Linked DNA regions of Gossypium hirsutum: region 1 is linked to region 2. Evidence: chromatin contacts called from public Hi-C data. All regions are on one chromosome and are shown on one strand. Each heading gives the region's core, a stretch centred on a gene start, on an enhancer-like site or on the middle of the called end of the contact. The rest is flanking DNA. Distances are from core to core; before and after follow the strand shown. Region 1 holds the start of LOC107913819 (sodium transporter HKT1). Region 2 overlaps LOC107924207.

Region 1 (7,756 bases), core at 1,430-3,929, 260 kb before region 2:
TGTAAAATTTTAGACCATTAAAATGTAATAAAAATAAATTTTTCTATGTCGGATCCGTGGTCTCGAAACCACTTGACTAGGCCTAAAATCGGGCTGTTACACACTGAAACTACTATTTTTGATACCATTGAAAAACGAGTTGTTATAGAACCAATTAAAACTCCTTTAACTTTGGGCTTTAACTTGTTTCGTAACTAAGAAACACTTATTTTAGGGTTTTCTCCTTATCAGTACCATTAGAGAATTCTTTATCATTAGAAATTTCTTTACCAACGGTGGGTTCACTTTATGTGTTTAAACCAACCTCCTAAGATCTGCCTTGATTCCCACCCAGAGCCTTAAATCTAGATCCTCCATTTTGTCTACCTTGAATGTCGTTTACCTTAACCCCCAAGCTTCTGCCATTACGCCATTGCCGACATTCAACTAACATCCAAAGTCCGTAGTCCTCCTCTTCAACTCGCTGATTTAGATCTTGAGAACCAAGTTTTTTCGGCATTGCCATATTGATGAGATTATCTTCCATTAGTGAATAGGCACAACCTTTCTAGCTTAAATCAGACCCATATCCATACAGACCACATTTGAAATAGACATAGGGTAACGACTCGTATTCAACCCTCTGAATATGACCATTAATCCTAACTTTAGAGATCAACGACTTTCTTAAATCAACACAAATGGCTAATCTAACGAAATAAGTGTGTTCATCAATCATAACCACCGAACTAATCACTTGTCTAATAACTTGGAGAATACAAGGTGAATAGTAACTTTCAGAAAGTCCCAACAACCAGATCCATACCACTTGGATTCCCCCCTATCCTGAGTCGTCAAAAAATTCGATGTACAAGGACGAATCGTCAGATACTGACCAAATATCACCCAAGGTCCATTTGTTAGCACTTTATTATAGTCATCCTCTTCACTAAATTGAACCAAATAATAATCATTTTCCAAACCCATTAATTGGAATGGAAAATTTGTTTTCCATAGTATTGTGATCCTATTTAGCAGTGCATTGAAGGCAATTTTCCTACCCAAAAGCTTTACATTCTTTATCTAACCTTTTTCGTTACCCTAGCTACAACCGAATTTTAGATATCAGGACTTGTTCCAACTATGAAAATCAGTGAGGGGGCTATTGGCTATAGCACCCAAACATTACTACTGTTGTTAGTTCTTAGTGGCTAGCCCTCCTGAGAGTTCCATAAAGTTAGGGAGGGAAGGCAATAGCCACATAGAGAGTTTAGGGTAGAGTGAGAGGATATTGTTTTTTTTTTCTTTGCTCACAATAAATTCGTATTTGTTCTTGTTTATTAATTGTATAGTTAAAATGAATAAAATCTCTATTATTAATAAAACCTATGTATTTAGTGTCATATTAGTAATTAAAATAACATTAAAGATATTCTTATCCATTCCAAATCTTTTTCCAAACTCGTACTTTTACATATATTATAAATTATAGAAAACAAATATCTTTACTCATCCAACATGTTTTTAAATTAAAAAATATATATATGAATTTTTAATAAAAATAAAACAACATTTTTAAATACCATATGGAGTAAATTTAGTATTTAGTTTTCCGGAGCAGCCTTTACCTCCATGGCGCAGCCCCTAGTCAGAATAATAAATAAAAAGTGATATTATACGGTTGGCTTTTATTATTATTATTATTATTATTATTATTATTATTATTATTATTAAAAAAGAGAGACATACCCCAATGCTCACAAAATTGGAGGAAAGAGTTATTAAAATGATTTTTAATCAAATGGTTATATTCTACTCCTTAGTGTAGATAATGTAATTTATTATAACCGTTGCGCCTGCATAAAATGCTGGCCATATTATTAGAATAATAAAACCAAATTAAATGAAGATCACCGAAAGAAAAAGGTTAAATTCTGTAAGCAGTCCCTATACTGTTATATTTCTTGTGAATTTGATCACTTTACTATAATTTCAACATATTTAGTCCCTCTGCTATTCAACAATCAAAATTTCAATCCTAAACTAAAGACGTTGAGTAACCTAACATGGCACTATTTTAAATAGAGAATTTAAGGTGTTTGACATGGCTTGTACACCTAAGCATGTATTATTGCCACGTATTTCAACCAAAAATAAAAGAAAACGAAAACCCTCATCCTCTAATACTTCTGGGCAGGGAAACAGTAAAGAAATGAAAATGAAATTGTGTTGGAGGTTCGTTGCTTGAAGCTGACCCAAAACATCTAAACGATAGGAAATTATCATAGCAATGAAAGAAGAAAATTTCAACACAAAAAGGAATTGAAGAGAAGCCGAAGTATGGGTTTAGGGGAATATACGCTGAAATCGAGGAAGCATGGATGAAACATTCTTTTCATTTCATATAATATAACCCTCTTTTCTTCATTTTCTTCCCTGTTTTGGGTGATTATACTACGTGGCAATCATAAATACCGACCTGTACACAGAGTACATGACACTCTAAAGCCACTTAATTACAGATAATGCCATGTCATGTTGTTTAACGGTACAAACGGTGAAAGTTCGTAAAGGATTTTCAATTAATACAAGGATTAAAATTGTTCAAACTATAGTGAATGAATCAAATCTGAAAGAACTTACAGGGATTATTTAAAACATTTAACCAATTATATATAGTTAAGTTGATTTGTCACATGTGCAGGGAAATCCCACTAAGTTTTTTTTTTTTTTATTTCTCTTTGAAAATCTCACCAAGGTTTTTTTATTTGTTTCTCTTGGGAAATCCCACTAAGTTGGACAAGAGCTCCTCTCTGCCCCTCTGTATATATACCCCTACTGCTCAAAGGTCAATATGTTATCATACAACTTTCTTCGTAATAAAGATGAGTAACACTATTATCTGCTTCGGTAGAAAATTGGAGCATTTTAGTAGCACTTCACGCTCCAAACTATCATGCTTCAACCAATCCTATCGTGGTTTGATATCCACTTGTTTCCGTTTCTTGGTCTTTAGAGTGAACCCTTTCTGGGTTCAGCTTGCTTATTTCATAGTCCTGTCTTTGGTTGGCTTCGGGGCATTGAAAATGTCAAAGCCAAAATCCGGCTCAGTTAGTCCTAAAAGCATAGACGTGTTCTTCACTTCTGTATCAGCAACAACGGTTTCAAGCATGTCGACTGTAGAAATGGAGGTTTTTTCCAATACCCAACTTATTATTATAACTATTCTGATGCTGGTAGGTGGGGAGGTCTTCACTTCCATGCTTGGACTTCTGTTGGGGAGGTTCAGGTTTGAAACACCTCCAAGTTTCGATGGGGACATTGTAAATTCTATTAGCAATAGGGGCCTCCAATCAGACTACAGCTTGACCTCAAAAAACATTGCCCAGGAAGTGGAGTTGGGTAGGATTACTTTTTCAGCCTTAGCGAATGAGAAACCTATCAATGACTTAGAAAGTAACAAAAACTTGACTTCCGATATTAAGAGTCTCAAGTATAAGGCCACTAGGTGTTTGGGGTATCTGGTTTTCGGGTATCTTTTAGTAGTCCACGCAGTTGGTTCTAGTCTAGTTTCTATGTATGTAAGCCTGGTTTCAAGCGCCAGAAAAACACTGAAAACCAAAGGTATTGATATACGAACATTTTCTTTCTTCACTGTCGTTTCTACGTTCGCAAACTGTGGGTTTGTTCCAACAAATGAAAACATGATAGTCTTCAAGAAGAATTCGGGTCTTCTGTTGCTGCTAATTCCACAAATTCTTATTGGGAACACTCTTTATCCAGCTTGCCTACGAGCCTTGATATGGGTTTTTGACAAAATGACAAAAAAGGTGGAGTTCAGTTACATCCTGAAGAACTGGAAGGAGATGGGTTATAGTCATTTACTGTCAAGCGTTCATTCTTGTTTTCTTGCTGCCACTGTTTTTGGGTTGACATTAGTTCAGTTTATTCTCTTCTGCTCAATGGAATGGAATTCAGAAACCATGGATGGTTTTAGTTCATATCAGAAAGTTGTGGGCTCGCTGTTTCAGGTGGTTAACTCAAGGTATGCTGGTGAATCGGTAGTTGATCTTTCCACCATCTCCTCAGCAATCTTGGTGCTCTTTGTTGTTATGATGTGAGTCTCTCTCTCTCTCTAGTCCGTTTTTATCTCTCTCTCTCTCTTTTTTAATTACTTGGTGTATATTCTTCAACAAAATTCCGTGACAACTCGCTAGCTAACCACATCCACTATGCACCCTTACCCCACATCAACCTCATCTTCATATTCTTCTTATCTAGAGAACATATATATTCCTTTTGATCATTGTTTTTAGGGAATATGTATATTATTACCTTTTGACTACTTTTACCCACTCCCATAATTCTCCCATTTTATCGAAAGGAATTAATGCCTACTCATATTTCTTATTTCAGAAATTTTCCTAATTTTTTTAATTTAAAATTAAAAAGGGTATTTTAATATGCGGGTTCAATATTTGCGGTGACTATGAAACAATTTTAAAATTCATAATAAACATTTACTAAGGATCTACAAAATGTGAAGGATTAATCAATAAGCTCGATCCGATTGATACCTTAAAAAAGCCAAAAAGAATAAATTAAGAAGGGAAGACGATGGATCTTATGATTTGGTAAAAATAAATAGAAGATTTTTTTTTATACTTTTGAAAAAAAAATTATTCTTCAATTTATTGTGCTTCGGTGGTATTTTTAAAATTCATGAGATTAAAATTAAATCTGCCAATATTATTAATTATAAATCAATTTAGAAATTTCCACCTTATTTTAATTTACTATTTTTTGTTTTACTATTAATTTAATTTAATTTTTAAAAACTACAAAAGTAATACTATTTTATATTTACTTATTACATATACAAATAATTATATTATTTATAGAAAAATAGTTGAATTTATATTTTAAAGATATGCGTACATGTTTTGGTGTTTGATGTCATTCCATCCATTTTGGTTGATAATATAGTGAAAACAAATGGGGTTTAGCACTTGCCTCGTTTAACTTTTGAAGTGGGTTTTGAGTATTCTGACCCCACAAATTCTGTATATAGAAGTTTTTCTTTTGTGTATTTAGCTGTTCAATATCTCCAGCCTCACATTTCCGCCATCTATTCTATCATATACGATTAACTTTGTTACACATACGTCATCATTGTATAAGTAAAAATAATTCAAGTTACATAATTGAACGTATTATTATGATTTTATGTTCGATTTTTGTATTAATTTATAATAATATAACATATATGAATAAATGTAATTTGATTTAGGGGATATATATATTTCATTCTTTATTTTTCAGGTATCTCCCTCCTTATACTTCCTTTATACCAACAAAATATCAGAAAAAGGAAATAGAGAAAGGAAGTCAAAATGAATCAGCAGGGAAGAGCATTTTGGACTGTGTTTTGTTCTCTCAACTCTCATACTTGGCCATCTTCATCATCCTAATTTGCATCTCCGAAAGACAAAAATTGAAGGAAGATCCCCTCAACTTCAATGTGTTAAACATCACCATAGAAGTCGTAAGGTAAATTGCCTCTTCTAATTTAGGTTTTCTATACCATTTTTTAAAATAAAAGATAGAGAATAGGAGAAGAGTTGTAGATATTGTAATTGAAATTACAGTAATACCTCTTCTAATTCCTTTTCTATGTTACCAACATAATCTTCTCCAGTCTGTTACTGATATTCAGACAGTTCCTCGCTCCTCGCTGCCTTCCATTTACAATACTCTTCTTCTTTCTCTTCTCGGTTTTTACGTAAGCCATAAACCTTTAATTTCTTACATCTATCATTTATATATAAAAAAATCCAACACCCAAGTCTTTATTTTTTTTTCAACTTTGATATGTAGTAACATGTCCATTCTCCGAAAATCTCAACATTCAATCCCCTTATCCCCAAGTTATCCTCCGCTTCTTTTTCACACGCTTCTCTTTAATCCCGGCCCGATCGACCCGACGACCCCACATCGGCCGACTACTACAAATGGGTTAATAAAGCCGGCGACTGTAGGCTATCTCCTCAACAAGAGCGCGAGAGACGGGTCCTTCAACACCATCAAAACCTTCAACTTCATCATCAATACGGAATACTCTCTCTCGATCTTCGTCCCTTTATCTCGTTTAGACAAAGGCCTCATGCGCAACCACGCGTTCAATTTACAAATTGCATGTCTCTATAAGATCGAAAGGATTGAAGAATCGTCGTGCGTCTTAGACGATGATGAGAATGGTGGGTTGAAGGCTACCACCTTTCATCACATTGTAATTATGTTGACAAAGAAGAAGAAGATGGATGATGGATCTGATGAGAGTCGCGGAGTTTCGTTGGACGTAATTACATAAAATATTTTACCATTTTTACTGACAGGATACTATTAAAAAAGTAAGTTGACGGTGACGGAGACGAACACAGTGGTGAAAAAAGTAAGAGGAGGAAGGGTGGGAGCATATAGATGAATAAATTAAAATTGATAAAAGACTTAAATATCCACGTCATTGATGAATAATATGGTAATTGATAAAAGACTTAAATATCCACTTCACTAGGGTCACATCCAAGTTCGTTAAGATCTAATATTGATGTTTTTACTTATAATTTGTGTTTTTATTATTAATAAAATTTTAAAAATTTTATTTAACACTTTTTATAAAATCCTGAAACTAAGTTTTAGATCCTAAAACTGAAAATTTTAAAATCCTAACCTTTTCTCTCTAAAATCATAGATCTTAACCCTTAAGTTTTAAAATCTTAAAACTCCCATCTTTCGACTTTAAATCTTAACCCTGTATTAGAAAAAGCTAAAATACATATGGAAAACACAGTTAGAATTACAAATTGTTATAACAGGTTTTTCCTTATGCATTACATTTACTAAATATAAAAGGAGTAAATATTAGATCTATTGATAGATATATAGTATAGTAACAAGTGTTAATAGTTGTAGTATCTTTATATAGCTAAATTATTTATATTTGTAGTATTTAAATAGATCCATGATGTCTATAATTAATTAAAGGGTGATGTAAAATTAGGCTTGTCTGGTAATTCATATTAAGAAATAAAATTTTACACTATTCAAGTGTGTTTGATAATTGATATTAAATATCACTTAATTTTTTTTATTAATAATCTTAAATTAGAAAAGAGGATAGATATGGGATAACTTATTAACCAACAATATGTTCAATTAAAATTTATTTTATTTCTATTTTAATTTAAGATGTTTAATCAATTTAGATTCACTTTTGCAGTGCTTATGGGAATGTTGGATTCTCAACCGGATATAGCTGTAAAAGACGATTGAAAGGTGAGCAGTGGTGCACAGATTCATGTGCTGGCTTCGCGGGGAGATGGAGTAACACCGGAAAGTTTATCCTTATTGTTGTCATGTTTTTTGGAAGGCTAAAGAATTTCAGCTTTAAATGTGGTAAAGCTTGGAAACTCTCCTAACAATCAAAGTAATCACTATAAAAAGCATAATGTCGAGCAAAATATAAACTACGCAGCTTTGCTTTTTTAAGTATTCAAGGGTCTTCTCATGTATAATTATTGTGAGAGAGTATACGTAATTTTCATGCACTAGTTTAATCTAGTTATACAACAATTTTTTATCCGTTTATGCACTATATTATTTTATTCCTACTTTATAACTACTGGCTCATGTATTTTACTATATTTATATTTATAAGTTCTTAAATATATATTTTACTCAACAATTTTTTTAATAATAATAAATAATTAACCTCTAA
Region 2 (7,041 bases), core at 3,267-5,766:
CGGTAATATTGGTATCGTTCTTTTACTTTTCCTCTATATACTGTAGACTCTGCCTTATTTCTCTATGATTTCTACGAGATGTGCTTTCAATTTCACTATCAAATAATAGAGGTCCTGACGGGTTTCTTCTAGTCATAAACTAAAAGAACCTGCCAGAAGCAAATAAAAATAAAAGTTAGTAAATTAAAGTAAAAACGAAAATAAAAAAAATGGCTAAAGTAATAAAAATTAAGTGTTCCTAATATTTTAGTCCTCGGCAACGGCGCCAAAAACTTGATGGTTCATGAACCAACTAAAATTTCTATGAAGGCAAGCGCACCTATTGAATAATAGTATAGCTATGGTGAGTCCGGAATATGGTATCCACAAGGACTAAAAGTACTAGTAATAACTATCTTTCTATTATTTAGCCTAATAATTAAAAGAGGTGTTTTAATCTAAAATTAAACTAATTAACTATGAACGCGACAGAGATCGAATTGGGAAAATACTTAAGAAAACCAATGAGAGAGAAAATACCCAGGAAATAATCCACCTATACTTCACTTATTATTCTGACTCTGAATCAAACGATTTGTTTGCTTGTCTTGATCCGTAGAAATCCCTAAATTATATTAATATCTCTTTCGAGACTAATAACAACTGACTCTAGGTTGATTAATTGAAATCTCTTTCTAATTAAAACCCCTATCGCCTCATTAACTCGATCTATAGATTCCCCTATTAGATTTGACTCTAACCCGGTAGATTCATGTCGTTCTATTTCTAGGATTGCAATCGACTCCGCTCAATTATGCTAGATCTACTCTTAAATAAGGATTTTTGATCCACTAAAGAAGCTCATCTAACTTGGATTAATATCCTGAAAATATTAAGGCAAGGATTAAGAACACATAATTGAGAACAAAAACAAATATTTATTGTGTAATTTAGATAATTAAATAATAAGATCCATCGTAGATTTCATCCTCTCTGGGTATTTAGGGAGTTTAGTTCATAATGTAAAAGGAAAACATCTCAAATTTAGAAAAACAACAAGACATAAAAAAACTCAAATAAACTTCTAGAGAAATTTGAATGGAGATCTTCAATCTTGAAGTGGATGTGCTTCCAAAATGATTCCAACAGCTTTCTTTGAGTAATTTCTATTTTCTACTCCGTGCGCCCCCCTTTAGGTCTTCTTCTATTGTGTTTATATAGACTTTAGAATACTCGAAACCCTAAAAATTAGCTTTTTCCTCATGTTTGAGAAATAAGGAGCGATATCGACACGAGCTACCACATAGGCGCGTGGCTAGTCCGTGTGGCTCACACGAGCGTGTGCTTAGCCCGTGTGGAAATGGTCTTGGCCGTGTGGATCTTTAAATCAGCCTGTTTTGTCCGTTTTTGGCCTGTTTTTTGCTCCTTTTGTTCCCCTATGCTCTCCTAAGTATAAAACATGAAATTAAAGGATTAAGAGCATTAAATTCACTAAATTAAATAATAAATCATCCAAAAACATGCTAAACATGGGATCAAAATGTGTTACTTTTATGGTTTATCAGGGTTCTTTACCAAACTTTGATGTAACAATATATTATCCACATAAATATTAAAATTAATATTTTCCAGGATTTCCAAACTGTATTTTCTGGTACCACTGAAAATCAAGTCGTTATAGAAAAGCTGGAACTTAATTTTAAATTATTTAAGCCTTAATTATGCCCAATCGATTCTTTTGCTAGTTTATTGAAACAAAAAATGAATTTCATGTAGAACCAAATGAATAAAAATAAATGTAAATAATGGAGTTAGAGAAATGAGTCACACTCACAAATAAATGCGTTTTCTCATTGAGTATAGAAATGACAAAATTAATTTAAAGTTTTTGAATTGTTATTTAATTATTATAATTAAATAATTAAAGTTAGAAAATGGAATTAAATTAATTAGTTATTATGACTTCATTAAAAAATGAAATTAAATATATTTTTTCATAGATTCTTTTACGGTAAATTTTTCACGACTTTAATGGAATTATAATTAGGTTGAGAAAATTATTTAATTAGTATAATTAATTAAACTATTAAATAAATAAGATTTATTTTTGAAATAAAAAAAAAGTATTGGGTTGGATTAACTTATAAAGTATTGGATTAAAAGTCTAAGAAACACATATAATTACACTCAATAAATGAAAGGCCTAAAACTCTCTTATAATAGATAAGAGGGGCGACAAATCTAGGGTGGGTCACCCACCCCTACTCTACTTAGAGAGAGTGTATATTATATTAAAATAACAAGAATTACTATTTTTATCGGTTTCTATTGAGAGAATTACTTTTCTACTAAAAGTAACTATATAATTTCTTATTTTGTGTTTGTTTTGTGTTACTCGAGCTTACACTCAGCGCAATTTGTGGTACGAGGATAGTGAATAAGGTGGTTCGGTTGAAAAGGATCAGAATCCGTCTCCCACAAAATATAGATATTTTTCGATAAAAAAATTATTATTATAAATATCATAAACTAACTTGATTTTGAAAAATTTTAATCTTCCACTATACCTGTAAAACCCTTTTCTTAACTGAAATTTTCCAACACTCATTGTCTCCCTAGTTTGTTCTGTCCATGAATGTTCGTTCTAAGTTACTGGATGCTGCAGCTTGTCATGGTATTTTTAACTATCATCCTAAGTGCCATAAAGTTAAGTTGACTCATCTATGCTTTGTTGATGATCTGTTGGTCTTTTCGAAAGGTAATTTGGGATCTGTTGTGGGTATTTGGTGTGTTTTTCTCAATTTTACAAGCTTTCTAGATTGCATTTGAATGCAGCTAAAAGTGATAGTACGGATGGAGGAACACCGGAGGAGATTAAAGATATCACTAGGTTTAAACTTGGTAGACTCCTTGTAAGGTATTTAGGAATACCTTAAGCCACTAGAAGATTAATTGAGACTGATTGTTCTCCATTGCTTGAGAAAATAAAAACTAGAATTTCATGTTGGGTAGCAAACCTACTGAGTTTTGTTGGTCGTCTAGAAATTTTTAGCATTCAAAAATTTTGGTGTAGGCATTTCATATTGCCTAAATCAGTGACTAAAAAGATAAACCAGTTATGCATTAGATTCTTTAGGAAGGGGAATGATATTGCAGCTGCATGTGCTAGAGTCAATTGGGATCAAGTTTGTTGTTTAAAGTCTGAAGGAGGCTTAGGGATAAAGGAACTTGAATGTTGGAACAGGGCTTGCATTTTGAAGCTTATTCGATGTATTTTGGCAAGAGAGGAATCCATTTAGATTGTCTGGCTTAAAGAATATATCTTGAAGGGTGTTGATTTTTGGAATGACAGTCTTAAGTCTACGGCTAGTTGAATTTGGAGGAAGATTTTGAAGCTTAGGAGTAAAGCTTCTTCCTTTTTGGGCTCTTTTTCTCGTAGTTAGGAGGATCCGAATGTCTCTAAAATCTGGGTTAAGCTTAGGTCTCAAAGAGATAAAGTTAGTTGGCATAGCTTCGGATGGTTTCCATTGCCCATACCTAAGCATTCTTTGGTTACATGGATGACATTATTGGATAGACTTCCAACTAAAGATCATCTTATTAGAAGAGGGACGGTAACTAATGAAAAATGCTTGTTTGTGGGATAAAAATAGAAAGTAGAAATCATGCATTCATTGAATGTTCTGTTTCAAAGAGAATTTGGGAATCTATACTCAGATTATGCAAGATTGAAAAACAGGTACTTGGTCGGCATCATAAGATGTCTTGGGCTTGCTTCAAGCTTAAGGGGAGATCTCTAACTATCTTGATTTTGAAAATTGGTTGGAATGCTTACATTTATTTCATCTTGAAGGAGGGACCCAAGGCAATTTCAAAATTTGAGTAACAATGAGCAAGTTTTTTTAACATCATATATAGGATCTTGTAAGGCGTTGACTTAAAAGGAAATTGATCAATAGGGTTGATGTTGCTAATTTTCAACTTTGTAGGGATTGGGATATTATAGAGTGTTTGGGGTAGTGTATTGATTTGTTCACTTGTTTTTTTATTGTTTTGTACTTTGCATCAGAATTCAACTTCTTTTTGGATAATAAAATTCATCACTTGTCTAAAAATCCTTTGAATTTATTCAAATAACAGACATTTAATTGAGCTGAATCTATTTAACTCATGACATCTTAAGCTCTCGCCAATAGGATCCACAATAGATTACTGAACTCTTGCCAATCACATCACAATACATGTGTTGAGAACCCCTTGTGACAAAGATAGCTAAAGCCTTATAATACATAGTCAAGAAAGCAGCGGACTTTGATATTAAATTTTGGAAGTAATTAAAATTGTCAACAATTTCAACAGATTTTAGAGGAAACTAATTAAAATTTTAAAAAATTTCCCGAAATTTTGGGAGTGCAAGAATGATCTTAGCATAACCACCCTGAAGGGAGAAACAAGACAGCCACCATATTTAACGTATTAGTCTACATACATCTTCAACCTCAGACAACCCTACCATTCCGTCAGAGGCTCTCAATCAACCATCTCCATCAAATGCGGGCCTCCTATCCGGCTATAAATGGGAGCCTTAACATTGTCTGTCATTGTCAAACAATATGAATCTCAAAAGCATTCCATCCCTAAACCAACCAACCAACAAAAACAAGATTTTTGCACCCTCATCTGTGGTTTGCGATGGCTAATTGGGCTGTTCATATCTCACTAACCATGTGTATATGACAACTTGAGCTATAACCAGACAAGGATGAATGAAAAGAGGATGATTCTATAAGGGTTACAAGTCATCGGTTTGGCAAACCCTACAACCAACCTAACCTCACTAGTAAAGGTAAAAATACCAACAAAAATCATTTTATTATTTGCATTTAAAAAACCAATGTAACTACAAAATGTATATACAGATTTTATAAGTAGAACAACAAATCTCACATCTCTGACAAAAGGTTGCTGATCTTCCGAAGCTCTTTCAGAGCTGTCATTGCTGTAACTTGTCCTTTGCCAACTAGATTGCTTTTACCCAAGTTGTCCACTGATCCCACTTGAACTCGATCTTGCTGGAAAACAGACTCAAGAACCTGCAAATGTTGATTTCAATATGCAAAGGAAGTCAATCAACAATATCTTTTACATATTAAACATCCTGATCATTTACCCTAACCTATAAACTAGCAGAAAGGCCAAGAACGCCTAAAATGAAAACAAGTGTAACATGAAAAGGGAGGGATCTATAACATAAGTACATACAGAAGAAACTACCAACATCATTTAATACCATTGAGGATGGCTATTACCCCTAAATCCCACAATCCTTTTCAATTTCTAGGTTAATTAGGCATACAGCGTGAATCTACGAAACCCATCTACAAATCTTCACAAGACTATAGATCAAGTTGTATACAGCTTTCTTCACATGTAATCCAAACACACACTATTCAGGAAAGCATGAAAAATAGACAAAACTAGACTGTTTTGTTCAACAACAAAAGTATTATCCACATTAGTTTGAAGCTCTGCACAATTACAACAACCAAAATATTACCTGAATGTGTTCAAGCATAGACTGCCCCAGATTCTTCAATGTTCCCATTACATTCTGGTCCACAACATCTCTTTGGCTGGCAAGAGATGAATTACGAGAAGCACCAGCAACTGATGAGTCTGCTGTATTGCTCTTGCTATCACGATTTAGAGATTTTGCAGTCTCATTGGTACCTCCTTTATCCGATGCCTCCTGACTGACATTGTTTCGTCCAAACCTAAAAAGCCACTGAAATCTACCTGAGAGATGTCTTCTTTCTTTCATGGCTGAGACCAGCTTCCCTGAAGATTCATTCTCATGTGGAGAATTTAAAGGGACACCTTCAGGAGGAGGAGAGGAAACTGGAAGAGGTGAATCTTCAGGGTTACTTTGGTGGTGATCATCATTTTCATCTGACGATAAATTCGATGCAAAGCTACTTTTTTCTGTGTCATTTTCATGGTCATTAGTACCACTTCCAGAACTTAAAGGGTCAGAAAAAATAGAGGAGTTTTCTTCACTGACAACAGTTCCACTTCCACACTCACATCTTTCCTCAGCTCTGTAAATTGAACCTATGTTAGTATCATTTTGCTGCCCCTCTACCTGAGCTTCTGTAGAATGATGATCTCCTAAGTTGGAAGCATCAGAACAGCCTCCCTTTTCGGTATCTTCTTCCTCCAAGCCAAGTTGCCGAGTCAAATCATCAAGCAAACTACGCCTAACAGATGACTTATGGCCCTTTTTGTATTTCTCTGCTCTTGCAGGCGATGGATCAGATTCAGTTCTAGATAGCACCAGCTTTACTTTTTCCGACCATCTTTTTTTCCCACTTGGAGATAGTTTGTCTAAACTATCTTGCTTTAGTTCCTCTGCCTTATGCAGTACTCTCCACTTTTCTTCCCAGTAACTGTCGGGCACAAGAGATAGAGGAGTTTTTGGAGAAACTGGATGAGATGAAAGATTGTAACCACTAACTGCAGATTTGCTACGGTTATAAGAACCATCAAATATAGATGACAAAGGTGAAATTTTAGAATCCAATGCAAGAATTTGCAGTGGCTTCGCCTTCGCTATAAGTTTTCTCAGATTTATAGTCTCCGGCAAGTTCAAGAGTCTCTGAAGACAAGTTGTTGCATTTTCAGTGGCAAGCAGGGAAGATCTCACATAAAGTATCATAGAGACTGCCATAGCAGTTATTAATGCTCCACGGCATGAATTGAACATTTTAAAACTGGAATTCTCATCATTTCCAGAGTCTTTTTCAAGTGGGCTATTATCTGCCGTGAAGATCTCATCCCATACAACTAAGAGATCTTGAAGTGAAAACTCCCGTCCAAATAAAACCCGCAACCAGCGAAGTGCAAAATACTGGGGTTCAACACCAAGCTCGACGAGATGGCTATGCAGGGAAGAATCAACAATTGACAGTAAATGGTATAATGCAGCTGAGGCTTCAATGACAGGGGGCAAGCCACTCTGGGACTGAGCAGCAGGAATGGGAGAAAAGAAATCTGCCATAGCAA

Evidence for each region. Hi-C and Micro-C count contacts between places; a contact is called where the count stands out from the background.
Region 1: a contact with region 2 is called in a Hi-C map of leaf, with 2.0 times the contacts expected there. The contact joins the promoter of LOC107913819 here to the enhancer-like site in region 2. A contact is called at or near these places in 3 of 34 Hi-C or Micro-C datasets (all in leaf).

Annotation. Positions count from the first base shown.
Region 1 is chrA08:23,058,709-23,066,464 of Gossypium_hirsutum_v2.1, reverse strand. LOC107913819 (sodium transporter HKT1) reads left to right here and starts at 2,679. Exons shown (of 3, transcript XM_016842505.2): 1 at 2,679-4,096; 2 at 5,302-5,529; 3 at 7,259-7,660. The coding sequence starts at 2,865. The coding sequence ends at 7,457.
Region 2 is chrA08:22,804,971-22,812,011 of Gossypium_hirsutum_v2.1, reverse strand. LOC107924207 reads right to left here. Exons shown (of 5, transcript XM_016854580.2): 4 at 5,537-7,041; 5 at 4,833-5,072. The coding sequence ends at 4,923. Among protein-coding and RNA genes, the nearest start is that of LOC107924207, 5.8 kb to the right of the region's middle. Within about 2 kb of position 4,516, at least 4 of the 9 cell types and tissues checked have an H3K27ac peak or open chromatin away from gene starts, as enhancers often do. A contact at or near this core is called in leaf, where this site is marked.